2 separate regions of the Canis lupus genome follow, and region 1 is linked to region 2. A link is a contact called in public Hi-C data. All regions are on one chromosome and are shown on one strand. Each heading gives the region's core, a stretch centred on a gene start, on an enhancer-like site or on the middle of the called end of the contact. The rest is flanking DNA. Distances are from core to core; before and after follow the strand shown.

Region 1 (5,980 bases), core at 1,185-3,684, 150 kb after region 2:
GGCACCCCACAAGCCACTGGAGTCCACACACCAGCTTGAGCAAAGCAGATCTCCCTTCCTGTCTGCCCCACCTTTGACAGGCCACAGGCCGCCTCCTGCACAGCTACCTGTCCCCCCACCTGCCACCCCCGCCAGGCCCTGCTGAAATGACCAGAGCTTAGCCCACAGAGGGAGGGGAGAGCCTGCGGGCTGGCCACAGGGACGGGGGGACGTCCCTACTGCCACTGCCTGCAGGAGACACAGTAACACAAAATGTCATCTGCTGAATCCCCCCTCCTCTCTCCCACCCCAGCCTAAAGTTGGGGGTGAGCTCTGCTAACTCTAAGGAAAGACCAGACCGAATGAACCATCACAAAAATGCTACAGGGCGCCCTTGGAGGTGGAACTAGATTTTCTAAGAGCAAGTTTCTAAGTTTCCAGTCACTTCTATTTCTAGCAAAGGAGACAGTGAGTCTCCTTTAGAGAAACCTCCTGAGTGGTCCCTTTCAGGAAGTAGATGAAAGGCAAGTCAGCAGCCACTGCTCTCAGGGAGCGTGAGCTGACTCCTGGCACCTACAAGAGTAGGTCAAGCTCCCACTATGACTGCTAGGAAGGAGTGGGTAAATTGGTGTCAGGGCCTAGAAGCCTTCCAAAGAAAGGGATCTGGACGCCTTGTGGATTTTAAAGTGCTACAGCATCTCTGAAGCACCTCTCACACCGAATGTCTGACTGCTTCCAAGGGGGGGGAGGCTGGATGCCATCAATCATAGACATGAAGAACCGCAAGGCTGTAGCACTGGGAGCCCAGACCTTCCGGAGATGACAGTTTTCCCTTCAGGGGGCAAAGCAGAGAGCAAGGAGCAGCATCACGGAGTGATGAGTCTCAGGAAAGAAGGGAGAAGAGAGACACAGACATGCCGTGATGAAATGGGGCTCAGAATTAAATCCCACAAGATACAAAAGGAGCCATGGCCTCCTACCAACCCCAGGCTGCGGACATAGGGTATATCACATGTTGTCGCATCAGGGCTGGAGCAATCAGAGTATGATCTTTTCCTACTACCAACAAAGAAGCAGGTCCAGGAGCTGAAGTGGCTGGTCAAGGTCACTGCCCAGTCGGTACAGAGCTGGAAATGCATCCTCATTCTGGCTCTTCCCAACACCCTCCCTTCCCAACACCCACCCTTCCCAACTCCTTCCCTTCCCAACACCCTCTCTTCCCTGCAACCCTTCCACCACCCATACCCTGGCCAGAACCTCAGAGAGGTCTGAGAAAACAAATCTGTGAAATTCTTCCTTCTGTAAACAGATTTTTTCAGACTTTTGTCATGGAGACCCACTGTGTTGCAGAAACCTTAAAGTGCCCTCTGCTGGAGAAACTGAGAAACCTGTTCACATGTGGATTTTTTCCCCTGGAGTTCCAGCACCACCATCATTTACACCTGAATGTTTGATGATTCCCTTGGCGTTTGCGACTGTCATCCTTTCTACATTTGCTAAAAAACCCAAAGTTCAGATGCTATTGCCACCACTCCAAACCCCAAATCTCTAGTTGGAGCACTCTGTCACCATGTCAGTAACCTGATAATTTTTTTTTAAGATTTTATTTATTTATTCACAAGAGACACAGAGGCAGAGACACAGGCAGAGGGAGAAGGAGGCTCCATGCAGGGAGCCTGACATGGGACTCCATCGGGGTCTCCAGGATCACGCCCTGAGCTGAAGGCGGCGCTAAACCGCTGAGCCACCAGGGCTGCCCCTGCTAAAATTTTTTAGTTTGTGCCAAGCACTGCACCTGTTCCAGGAAACACACTTTGGTTGCCTTCACACTGTCTAAAGCAAAACTCATGTCTTATCTTAGTTCCAGAATGCAATCCTTTATAAAGAAAATAAGCTAGCCGCTAACCTGAAAATGGTAGGTGAAGTTTTTAAATCTGTCGTTTCATTTGGTACCTTCCTTCTCGCTTTTCCAAGCTACAGTTCCTAATTATCATGGCCATTTCCCCCAATTATACGTGAGGAGGGAGAAAGCTTTCCATCTTTCTATCACTTGCTTTCTCTAAACACCTGAATCACCCCAGGTTTTCCCATCATGGGCTTCACTCAGGTTCAAAACTCTAGCAGCCCCCCCTCCCCCCAGCCAGCAGCAGAGATCTGGCTTTCTCCTCAAGAGAGACAACTTTCTCAGTGACTCAAGTAATTCCATTTGCCCCTTCCATCTTTCTGCTGGTCCCCTCTCTGTCCATCTTTGTTCCCATGAGTTAGGAACAAAATTATTACATTTGCAAGCCCTCCCCCTTGCCTATTGTGTGCTTCCTCGTGACTCACTGGGCTTCGTTGGATGTGTCTCAATTCATTTTGATCTTGTGATCTTGCTTGCTTTGTTCTGTTTTCTTAACCTCTTGGAGAAGCAGCCTCTCAGATTTGCACCCCTCTCTCCAGATGGCCACCTTCCTTTCCAACCAACAGCATACTTGCACTTTCACTGTCCCTGGCAGCAGACCAAGATCTAAATTGGCATGACAGCAAACTCCATGTGATACATTACTAATAAAGTTTGTTAAAACAAACAAAGTAGGAGGGGAGAGGAGGGACTTTCTGGAGCTTACTCTTAACCCGAGTTCAAGAAATACTGTAATTCAGACCTATCATTTTTTTCTCAAAACCTGAATGCAAAACTGATTGAAAGGAAGGTTTAAACAACCCAAACCAATCCAAACAACCTCTATAATCTCAAGAGTTGGATGTGTGATTCTCTTTCTAGACCAGCCCAAGTTCCAAATTGATGTTTGTCACCAAATGTTAAATTGTTAAGTGTGAACATCTTAACTTTAAGCAACAAAAAAACTGTGCAATAACCTTTTTTTTTTTTTTTTAGATTTTATTTATTTATTAGACAGAGAAAAAAAGCACAAGCAGAGGGAGAGGGAGCAGCAGGCTCCCTGCTAAGCAAGGAGCCTGATGCGGGGCTCGATCCCAGGACTCTGGGACCATGACCTGAGCTGAAGGCAGATGCTTAACTGACTGACTGAGCCACCCAGGCACTCCTATATGATAACTCTTAACATCAGAATATTTCTGACCTACGGTCTACATCAGTGATTAATGTATATTACTATGTGTGTGTATTGGACCTCTGCCCCTTTGTGCATTTGATCCTCTTTTCCTGTGAGTACCCGACTCCACACAAAGGCTGTAAGTTTCCTCTTTAAACTCCTAGTGCCTAATGCAGTACCCGGAATGGTCAGGGCCCTGAATAAAAGTGAGGAAAATGAATAGGCTCAGAATTATTTTATGAATCTCAAGTGTTTGCAGAAAGTAGGTATCTGGATCTTGAGAAAGAACAGCATTATCTTATGGCTGTGATTGAGCTGAGCAAAAAGCAGACATTCTAAGGCAGGTGGGTCACTTCCCCTGGCCGGCCTGAGTCTCTAGCTCCCTCTGCCGGTGCTCCTTCCAATTGTTCATGAATAAGGTAAATCAAGACTTGGCCTTCTAGGCGTGGCCAAACCTCAAAGCATCCTTGGTATGAAGATATCACATCTGGATCTCAGAAAAAAAAAAAAAAAATCGAGCTTAGAAAACATTAGACAGAGGGCTGCCTACGTGGCTCAGTGGTTGAGCATCTGCCTTTAGCTCAGGGCATGATCCTGGGGTCCTGGGATGGAGTTCCACCTTGGGCTCCCAGCAGGGAGTCTGTTTGTCCTTCTGTCTATGTCTCTGCCTCTCTCTGTGTGTCTCTCATGAATAAATAAATAAAATCTCAAAAACAAACAAACATTATTTTAGAACACATTAGAGATAACTGATGAAAAGAAAAATCTTAAGCATTCCATGTTCTAAAGTCATGAGAGGTAAAACCAACTGAATCTGTACAAATTTATCCTTCTCTAAACTTATCTATTTGAAAAATCTCCAAATAATTGGAAAATTAAGCAACATACTACTCAATAATCCATGAATCAAAGAAGAAATCAAAGATGGAAATTAGAAAACATTTTAAGCCCCCAAAAGAAAGAAAATATTTTAAGTCAAGCAAAGTGGATATATGATATAATAAAATTTATGATATTCCAATCAATGCCACCATTAGAGGGAAATTTGCTTTAAACATTTTTATTGGAAAGAAATAAAATTCCTGGGAATCCCTGGTGGCTCAGCGGTTTATTGCCTGCCTTTGGCACAGGGTGTGATCCTGGAGTCCTGGGATCAAGTCCCACATCAGGCTCCCTGCATGGAGTCTGCTTCTCCCTCTGCCTGTGTCTCTACCTCTCTCTCTCTGTCTGTGTCTCTCGTGAATAAATAAATAAAATCTTAAAAAAAAATCTGTTATTGTTAAAAAAAAAAAGAAAATTCCTAAACAAATATCCCAATTGTCTATATTAAGCACTAAGAAAAAGAGAAATTAAACCTGATATAATCAGGAAGAAAACAAACATTAACACAAAAATCAATTAAATAGAAATTGTAAAACAATAGAAAAAGTCAATGATGCTGAACCTAAGTTAATTGAAGAGATCAATACAATCGATAAACCTCAGCTAAACTGATAAACTAAAGTGAAGGAAGGAGAATTACACACAAATTACCAATAGCAGGAGTGAACAAGAACACTATGATAGATTCCTATGGAAAGGGGACGTCATGAAAAACTTTCTACCTAAATTAGACGACTCAGACAAATGGAAACACTCCTTGAAACACAGACTACTGAAACTAACTAAAGTAAAAACAGATAATCCAAGTAATTCTATAGCTACTACAGAAGTCGAATTCTTAATTAAAAGCCATCCTGCAAAGAAAACTCCAGGCCTAATTGGTCTCATCAGTGAATATTATCAAATATTTAGAAAGAAAAAGATGACCATCCTACGGAAACTCTTTCAGAAAATAAAGGAGAGCACACTTTCCCACTCATTTTATGAGATCATCATTTTTTTGACATCAAAACCAGAAAAAGACATTATCAAAAAAGAAAGAAAAGTAGAGATTAATATCCCTCATGAAAAAAGAACCTAGAAAATTCAATGTAGCAATACACAAAAAAATGAGATTTATCCCAGCTATTTCAGGTTGGTTAAAATTTAAAAATCATAGTTCACCATAACAGGATAAATTTTTTTTAAGATTATCTTCAGAGATGTAGGTGAAAACATTGAAAAGATTCTATTTTCATTGATGTTAAAAACTCTTAGCAAATTAAGAATAGAAGACTTCTTAAATGCATATAGAAATATGAAACACCTCAAGCTAACCTCATCCTTAATGGCAAAAGACGGAATGCTTCCATCCTCCATTTGGGAACAGGCAAAAAATGCTTGCTCTCATGACTTCTCTTCATCAGTAAATTGGGGATTCTAGCCTATGTAATCAGGCAAGAAAAAGGGATAAAAAGAAAGAGTGGAAAGTGGAGAGTAAAATTATCTTAGTGCAGACTACATGGTCATGTATACAGAGAATCCTAACAAACCTACAAAAGAACTATTAGAGCTAATAAATGAGACTAACAATGTCTCAATTACAAGGTCAATATACAAAAATCAATTGTATTTCTATATATTAGCAATTAGAACTTGCACCTTTTTAAATTAGCATGACAAAACATGAGTAATTAGGGATAAATTTAACAAAATATAGCTAAGATTTATAACTGAGACACATAAGACATTGTTGAGAGAAACCAAAGAGGGTGAAAATAAATGGACAAATATACCGTTTTAATAGATTAGAAAACTCAGTCTCCCTAACTCATCTATAGATGTGATACAACTCCAAACAAAATTCCAGCAAGGAAAAAAAAAATTCCAGCAAGCATCTCTCTTGGAAATTGACAAGTTGATTCTAAAATTTACATGAGGGACGCCTGGGTGGCTCAGAGCATCCATCTTTGGGTCAGGTCATTTATCCCGGTCCTGGGACCAAGTCCTGCATCAGGATCCCTGCAGGGAACCTGCTTCTCCCTCTGCCTATGTCTCTGCCTCTCTCTGGGTCCCTCATGAAT
Region 2 (6,241 bases), core at 504-3,003:
TCTAATTCTGTGGGACAGTAATAGAAGCTACGTGGAAAAAGTAACTTGGGCTCAAATTAGTTTGGGAGAGACCAGTGAAGCAATTATACACTGTTTTTTGTTTTTGTTTTGGCTGCAGGCCTTCTCAGTGCCTTTTATATGTTGGTGTGCATCGGGAATCTCCAAAGGGTGCCTGAACGGACTCTGCAGCATCTCCAAATGTACTTCATCACAAAGCTGTTCCTCATCAGGCACTAGTGTTCTACAGAGTATCTTTAGGGAAATGCCGATCTACCTGAGAGTAAGGCCAGAATTGAGAAAACCACAAAGCTCTCAGATCTCTTTACACAGGGATTTGTTCTGGAGTGGCAAGAAGTCCAAGGGGGTTCGGGGAGTTGCTGGGGAAGGTAAGGCCCAAGGTCTCCCATGTAGATGGGGGCTCCGCTTACCCTCTTGGGCAGTGTATTCACTGTCGATGATGCGGGCCAAGCCGAAGTCAGCAATCTTGCAGCACAGGGTCTCAGACACCAGGATGTTGGCCGCCCTCAGGTCGCGGTGGATTGAATTCATTTGCTCAATATACGCCATTCCTTCAGCAATCTGAGGGCACAGGCCACAGAGTGAAGGACAGCGGAGGGACCTCCAAGCAAGGACGGAGCCCACCCAGCGACCCCTGCATGGCCCACATGAGGAGAGGAAGGACCCTGCCCACCTGCCCCGCCTCCTGTCGGGAGGGCCAGCCTTCACCCTCTCACCACCTGGAGTGGGCACTTGGGGGTTTGGGTGTGTGTTCATGTTTGTTGGCAGGTGCATAGGGGGTGGGGGGATGCTGCCGGAGAAGGACCAGGCTCCTGAGTGGATGGGAAAACTGGCTTCAATTGCTCCTCAGCCGAATAGGCCATAAACCCCAGCCCTCCGAAATCCAGAAAGGCAGAGGTGCTGGCGTCAGAGCCAGAGCTGCCTGAACCTCTCACCCACTCTGTCTCCTTCCAAGTGTCTGCAGGACAGGAAGACAGCAGAGTGAAAGCAGGAGAAGAAGAAGGTCTCTCAAGGGGCAGAGGGAGAAATAAGCAGGGCAGGTGGGCAGGAAAGGATTTTCTCTTCTTGCCAAGTTGGAAGCAGTGTTCCCGTAGCAGGGAGCCATGGGTCGGAGGTGCTTCAACTCCCTGAGGGGTCACTGTCCTGACCTGGAACATGAGGAAAGGAGTCTCCAGGGTACGGAGTTGAGGTGGGCACCCCACAAGACATGTGGCCATGGGTTATGATTGTAGGGGAGATTTGCATTTCATCCTGCAAAGCAGGTAAAGGAGGCCCAGAGGGTAGGTAGTGTGCGTACACACGGGCATGGTGAAGAGCTAGCATGATTAGAATGTGATTTAGAAGCTGTTCACCTGGAAGGTTGTGATTTTCTGGTTTCCTAACCCTTCAATGCTTGGCCGCACCTAGGTATAAATGCAGGTGGCTTTTCATGTCCTTTGGTCCTGGGTGACCCAAGATTTCCCCAGGAACTGAGAAAGAGACAGAGGAGAGTGAGAAAAGGCAAAGAAAGAAAGAAAAGAGGGGTAGACACACCTATCACTGTTATGTGGTTTAAAAGTGGTTGCCAGTGTTAATTTTCCGAGACCACTCACCAGCCTACTCAAACTCATCTGCGCTTACCTCAGTGGAAAAAAGGGCGTCGTGATATCAGTTCCGGCACTGATACTAATAACAGATAATACCAGACAAGGTGGGGATGGGGTGAGGGGGAGGTTTCCTCTCTGTAGGCGGATGTGTGTATGTTTCTGTGTCTCACCGGCCGACCACAGACCAGAGCTTTTCTGCTGAGAGTTCCAGTTTTAACAGACACACACACCCAGGGCCACCAGATGTGTTTTCCTGCCAGTTAGAGCGCTCAGCTAAAATCCCTGGGGAGGAAAGATCCCTCCTCTCTCTTCTCCTCGTGAAGCTTGGACTGTCCTTCATCTACTAGGGAAGGCATTTGGGCACAATCCAGGAAGAAAGAAGGTCACAACAAAACACCTGCCTACGTGGTTACATGGGATTCATGTGAACTCTGGGTTCCCACACCATCCATTCTCCCTCTCCTCCTTAGTTATAGGACTCACCCTCATCCCATCCGGGCTGCCCAGAATAAAGACTACATTTCCCAACATCCCTTGCAGCCCAGCTGTGGCCAGGTGACATGGCTGGGGTGGGGGGGATATTAAACAAGTATAGTAGGTGATTTCGGGGACATGTCTCTGAAGGGAAGAAGGTGGACTTTCCTCCCCCTTGCTGGCTGAGAAGAGGACAAGATGGTAAAGCGTGAGCAGCATGAGCAGCCGTCTTGTCATCTAAGATGACATGCTAAGTACCCAGCAGGTGGAAGAAATGTGGGTCCCTGCATCTTTGAGGGGCAGACCCACCTACGTGCCCCAGAATGCTCACCTCTGGATGTTTGCACATTATTTGGGGTTTTCTGTCCTTCCCAGCTCAATCTAAATTTCATGGATGCAACCTCTAAACAGCCAATTTTGTGAAGCCACAGGGCACAGAGGAGAGGGCCTGGGGTCCTGGATCCATTTGGGCATCATTACCCTCAGGTTCCCCTGCACTCGGTAGCTCACAAACCTGGGCTGACATGTCGATCAGTCTTGGGAGGGACAGTCTGCTGCCTTCAACCGTCTTCAGGAAATCCAGTAAGCATCCTAAGGAAAGAGATGTTGCATCTGCTCTCTGCAAAATGATCCCAGCCTGCTGGTGCCAGCCTCTTCCGCGTGTGGGCTGGCATGAGGAAGTGTGAGGCGCCCTGTCAGATCTCTTGTACGTAGAGAATAAAACCACCCACAGCTGCAGAGTGCTTTCTGCTTTACAGAAATTCTAGTCTCCGTCCCCAGAGCACCCCAGGAGGCAGCTACTGCCCTCCCAGCTGCTCCGAGGAAGTTAGGTTTCATCCAGGTTCAGAGCCCCCCAGCCCGGAGCCAGGAGCAGAACCTGCTCTTCTGACGATAAGTTTCATGCCTATTCCTGGCACGACATTCCAAAGTATCTTCTTGCCCCCTTCACCCTTTGTTGGCTGATTCTGCCTCCGAGGACCAAGGGTACAAGAAAATGCCAGAATGGAGAGACCTGTCTCCCGGGGTGTGGTGCAGGGGACAAATGCAACTCCGCCATGGCATCTAAGAGCTAGGAGAGACAGTCACCCGAAGTGGGGCTGAGGAGAACAGGGGAGCCCTTATGCTCCCAGCTCAGTGTGGGGTCCCCTTCAGGACCATTTCTAGGGACCTAGGTTAACATGTCATGTTAGGATCCTACAGGAAGCAGTGGGCAATACGGGTCACGGGAGGTGGTGGGGAGGAGGTCACAGGCTGAGGCCAGACCCCTGATCCACTGCCTCATGAGACCTTGGCCCCACTGTGGACCCCCACAGCCAGCTGGCCTGACCTCTCTTCTCACCAGTTACAGTTGTCAAAGGTCCACGGCTAGTAAGTAGCAGAAGTGGAACCAGAACCCATCTCCGGTCGCCTAGTCGACCACTCTTTGCAATGCTCTGTCCTCCCTAGTGGGCATCAAACAGTGGCTGGGCCCAGAGGACGTGCCTCCTGAACGGGGGACACAGCTCTGTAAGAACCATTGACCCATCTTGTTTCTGTCCTTCCCTCCTGCCCTGCCTCCCCCCGCAGGCATAAGGAATACTGTAGATCTGTAGGACGTTGGCCAACTGATCCAACCCATGGCCCAAGGACTTCCACAGATGCACCCTGACCAGCAGACCCACTGTGGCAGATCCTGCCCCCCCCTGAAGCCCACGTAGGGCACCACCTCTGGCCATGTACTCCGTCACGATGTAGATGGGCTCCTTGGTGACCACAGCGTAGAGACGAACGAGCCGCTCATGCTGGAGAGTTTTCATCAGGTTGGCCTCACCCAGAAAAGCCTCCGGAGACATGGTTCCCTCCTTTAACGTCTTGATGGCCACTTTCACGTTGTTCTTGTAATAACCTGAGCCCGGGGCCGGGGACAGAATAAAGAAACCCTTCAGAAGACCCAGACACTATGGGAGTTGATCCCTTAACTAAAACATCTATAAGCTTCCAGCAGCCATCCTTATTCTATAAGCACTGAGGCCAGAGCTGCCCTCCTAGGGAGGGGCCCGGGCTAGAATGTACGGCTCCTGGGGTAAGAGATGAGCCTTCTCTTGCAGGAGGCCAGCCTGTCTCAGTCTCCTGTGCCTGACTGGAGTCTCGGGAAGTTGAGGAACCTACCTGCCTGGAGTGGGGGCTGTTTTACCTCCTGACTCCCACACCATGTCCCTGTCGTGTCCCCTCTGTCCCCCATATAGCCTGCCTCCTTTCCCTACATGAGTCTCCTCTACCCCATGGTCGATAGCTTCAGTATGGAAATTAGAATCTCAGCTCATGGCAAGATTGTCTAGGAGGCAGAGGGGGCTCATAGACTCCCTTCCTTCCTCACTATGCCCTGTGTTGTTCCTTTCCTGCTCCTCATGGTACCTGTACTCCACCTTCTCCCCTCCCTCCATCAAGTCCCCATCCACCCTGAAAGGTAAAAGATAAATAATAATTGGACCACCCTTCTCACGGAAGCTTTGCAAGGACCTATGTAGAGTTCCTGCCACATGCTTCAGGCATCAGCCCTGGGTGCTGGAGGACTTGGGACGCAGCAGGATCCTACTTGATATCATGCCCCAGAGATATGGCTCATTCCAGGGATAAAATAAAGCACTGTCTTTTATAGTGTGATAGTACCTTCAGTGAGCAGGAGAGTGGTCATTGGCTACACGTACAAGGACCTGGGAGTTAAGTGACTTGGCCAGAGTCACACAGCTACAAGCAGTGGCTTGGTCTATCATTAACTTCCTGGAGCTCCCGGGTCACTGTTGACCCTGTTGAACAAGTCATTTCCATCTGGCAAACCAAAGCTGAGAGGAGTCAACCAAATGTTCAAGTTCACACACCAGTCAACGGCAAGCTAGTCCCGGGCGGTGTAGAGTGGGGAAGGGAATCAAATAAGGTGTCCGGAGAGCTGGAGTCTAGTCCTACTGCACCACCATGGCATCCTAACAACTAAGGGCTAACTAACTTCAACATTCCAGGCTTGCGTTCATTACCTCATCTGTCAAATGGGTACCATCATCTCTGTTCTTTCTCCCGAAGAAGCCCTCTGGGGAAGCACAATGAAGTGTGCATATCCTAAGACTTCTGGGCTTCAGGACACAGGGCAGGGAGAGAGAGAGGCTCCTACTGCCGCATACTCACCCATCCAGACTTCGCCAAACTGCCCAGACCCGAGTTTCCTGACCAGCTTGAGAGACTGCCGAGGGATTTCCCATTCATCCTGGGCCCAGGGGTTTTGAGGAGCCAGGCTCACACAGGGTTGGGTCAGCCTCTGGCATAAGCCATCCCCCTTCTCTGTGTTAGAGGAGAAGAAGTGGGGCTGGAGATTACCAGAGCAGCCAAATCACCTCCCCCACCTTGGGCACCATATCCTTCCCAGCCGTATCCACTTCTCGTTTTGGCCAACCACACTCCCATTTCCAGGTACACATGTGCACAGGTACACGTATACTACACACGCTCTGTTATTTGCATTCATTTTGTATAAAGCAAGGCATGCTCTCGTTGACCTGCTCTTTCTAAGATTGAAAATACTTGTTATTCTTCAACTGGTCACATGCTGAAGCAAGCCAGTAGAAGGGATTAGGGACATAGACTTTGAATCATTATGTTGATATTTGTCCAGCCTTCGGATAATCCCCCACCCCAAGATGGCACCAATGATTCACATGATCTTGAGGTCTTAGTGATAAATACAAGGGCTCCTCTGGCCCCCCAGTCACATTCTCCCCTCTTACGAGAATAGTGCTGCACCAAAGCCTGGAGAGTAGGGAAGGTGATGCGGGGGGAGATGTAATAGCCCCCTTCATCCAGGGAGCGGATCTTGTAGTGTTTGATCATCTCCCCCTGGGTGGTCACATCCTTCACAGTCAAGGAAAAGGCACCTAGAGGGGGTGATAAAGACACACGCATGAGAACAAAGTAGGGCATACACAGGGGAGATCAGGATTGGGATTTGGGCTTCATTTCAAAGCCTCCACAAATTCTGCTCTCTATTTTGACCCTTTCCACCATAGATTACCTTGGTTTCATCTCAACCTCAACTCTCCAGAAAGCCTTCTTTTTCATCTCCACCCAACTCAGATCTCGATGTTACTCCTCCAGTTTTCCTAAAACTCAGCCAGGGTATCCCAGAACTCTGGAGC

Evidence for each region. Hi-C and Micro-C count contacts between places; a contact is called where the count stands out from the background.
Region 1: a Hi-C map of blood shows a contact between it and region 2, with 3 times the contacts expected there. The contact joins two enhancer-like sites. A contact is called at or near these places in 4 of 9 Hi-C or Micro-C datasets (amygdala, blood and liver).

Annotation. Positions count from the first base shown.
Region 1 is chr25:26,644,292-26,650,271 of UU_Cfam_GSD_1.0, forward strand. No RefSeq gene overlaps it. Among named protein-coding and RNA genes, the nearest start is that of FAM167A, 55 kb to the left of the region's middle. Within about 2 kb of position 2,435, at least 3 of the 20 cell types and tissues checked have an H3K27ac peak or open chromatin away from gene starts, as enhancers often do. A contact at or near this core is called in blood, where this site is marked.
Region 2 is chr25:26,493,993-26,500,233 of UU_Cfam_GSD_1.0, forward strand. BLK (tyrosine-protein kinase Blk) reads right to left here. Exons shown (of 13, transcript XM_038573650.1): 7 at 5,834-5,980; 8 at 5,238-5,390; 9 at 3,784-3,963; 10 at 2,593-2,669; 11 at 429-579. Among named protein-coding and RNA genes, the nearest start is that of BLK, 67 kb to the right of the region's middle. Within about 2 kb of position 1,754, at least 1 of the 20 cell types and tissues checked has an H3K27ac peak or open chromatin away from gene starts, as enhancers often do. A contact at or near this core is called in blood, where this site is marked.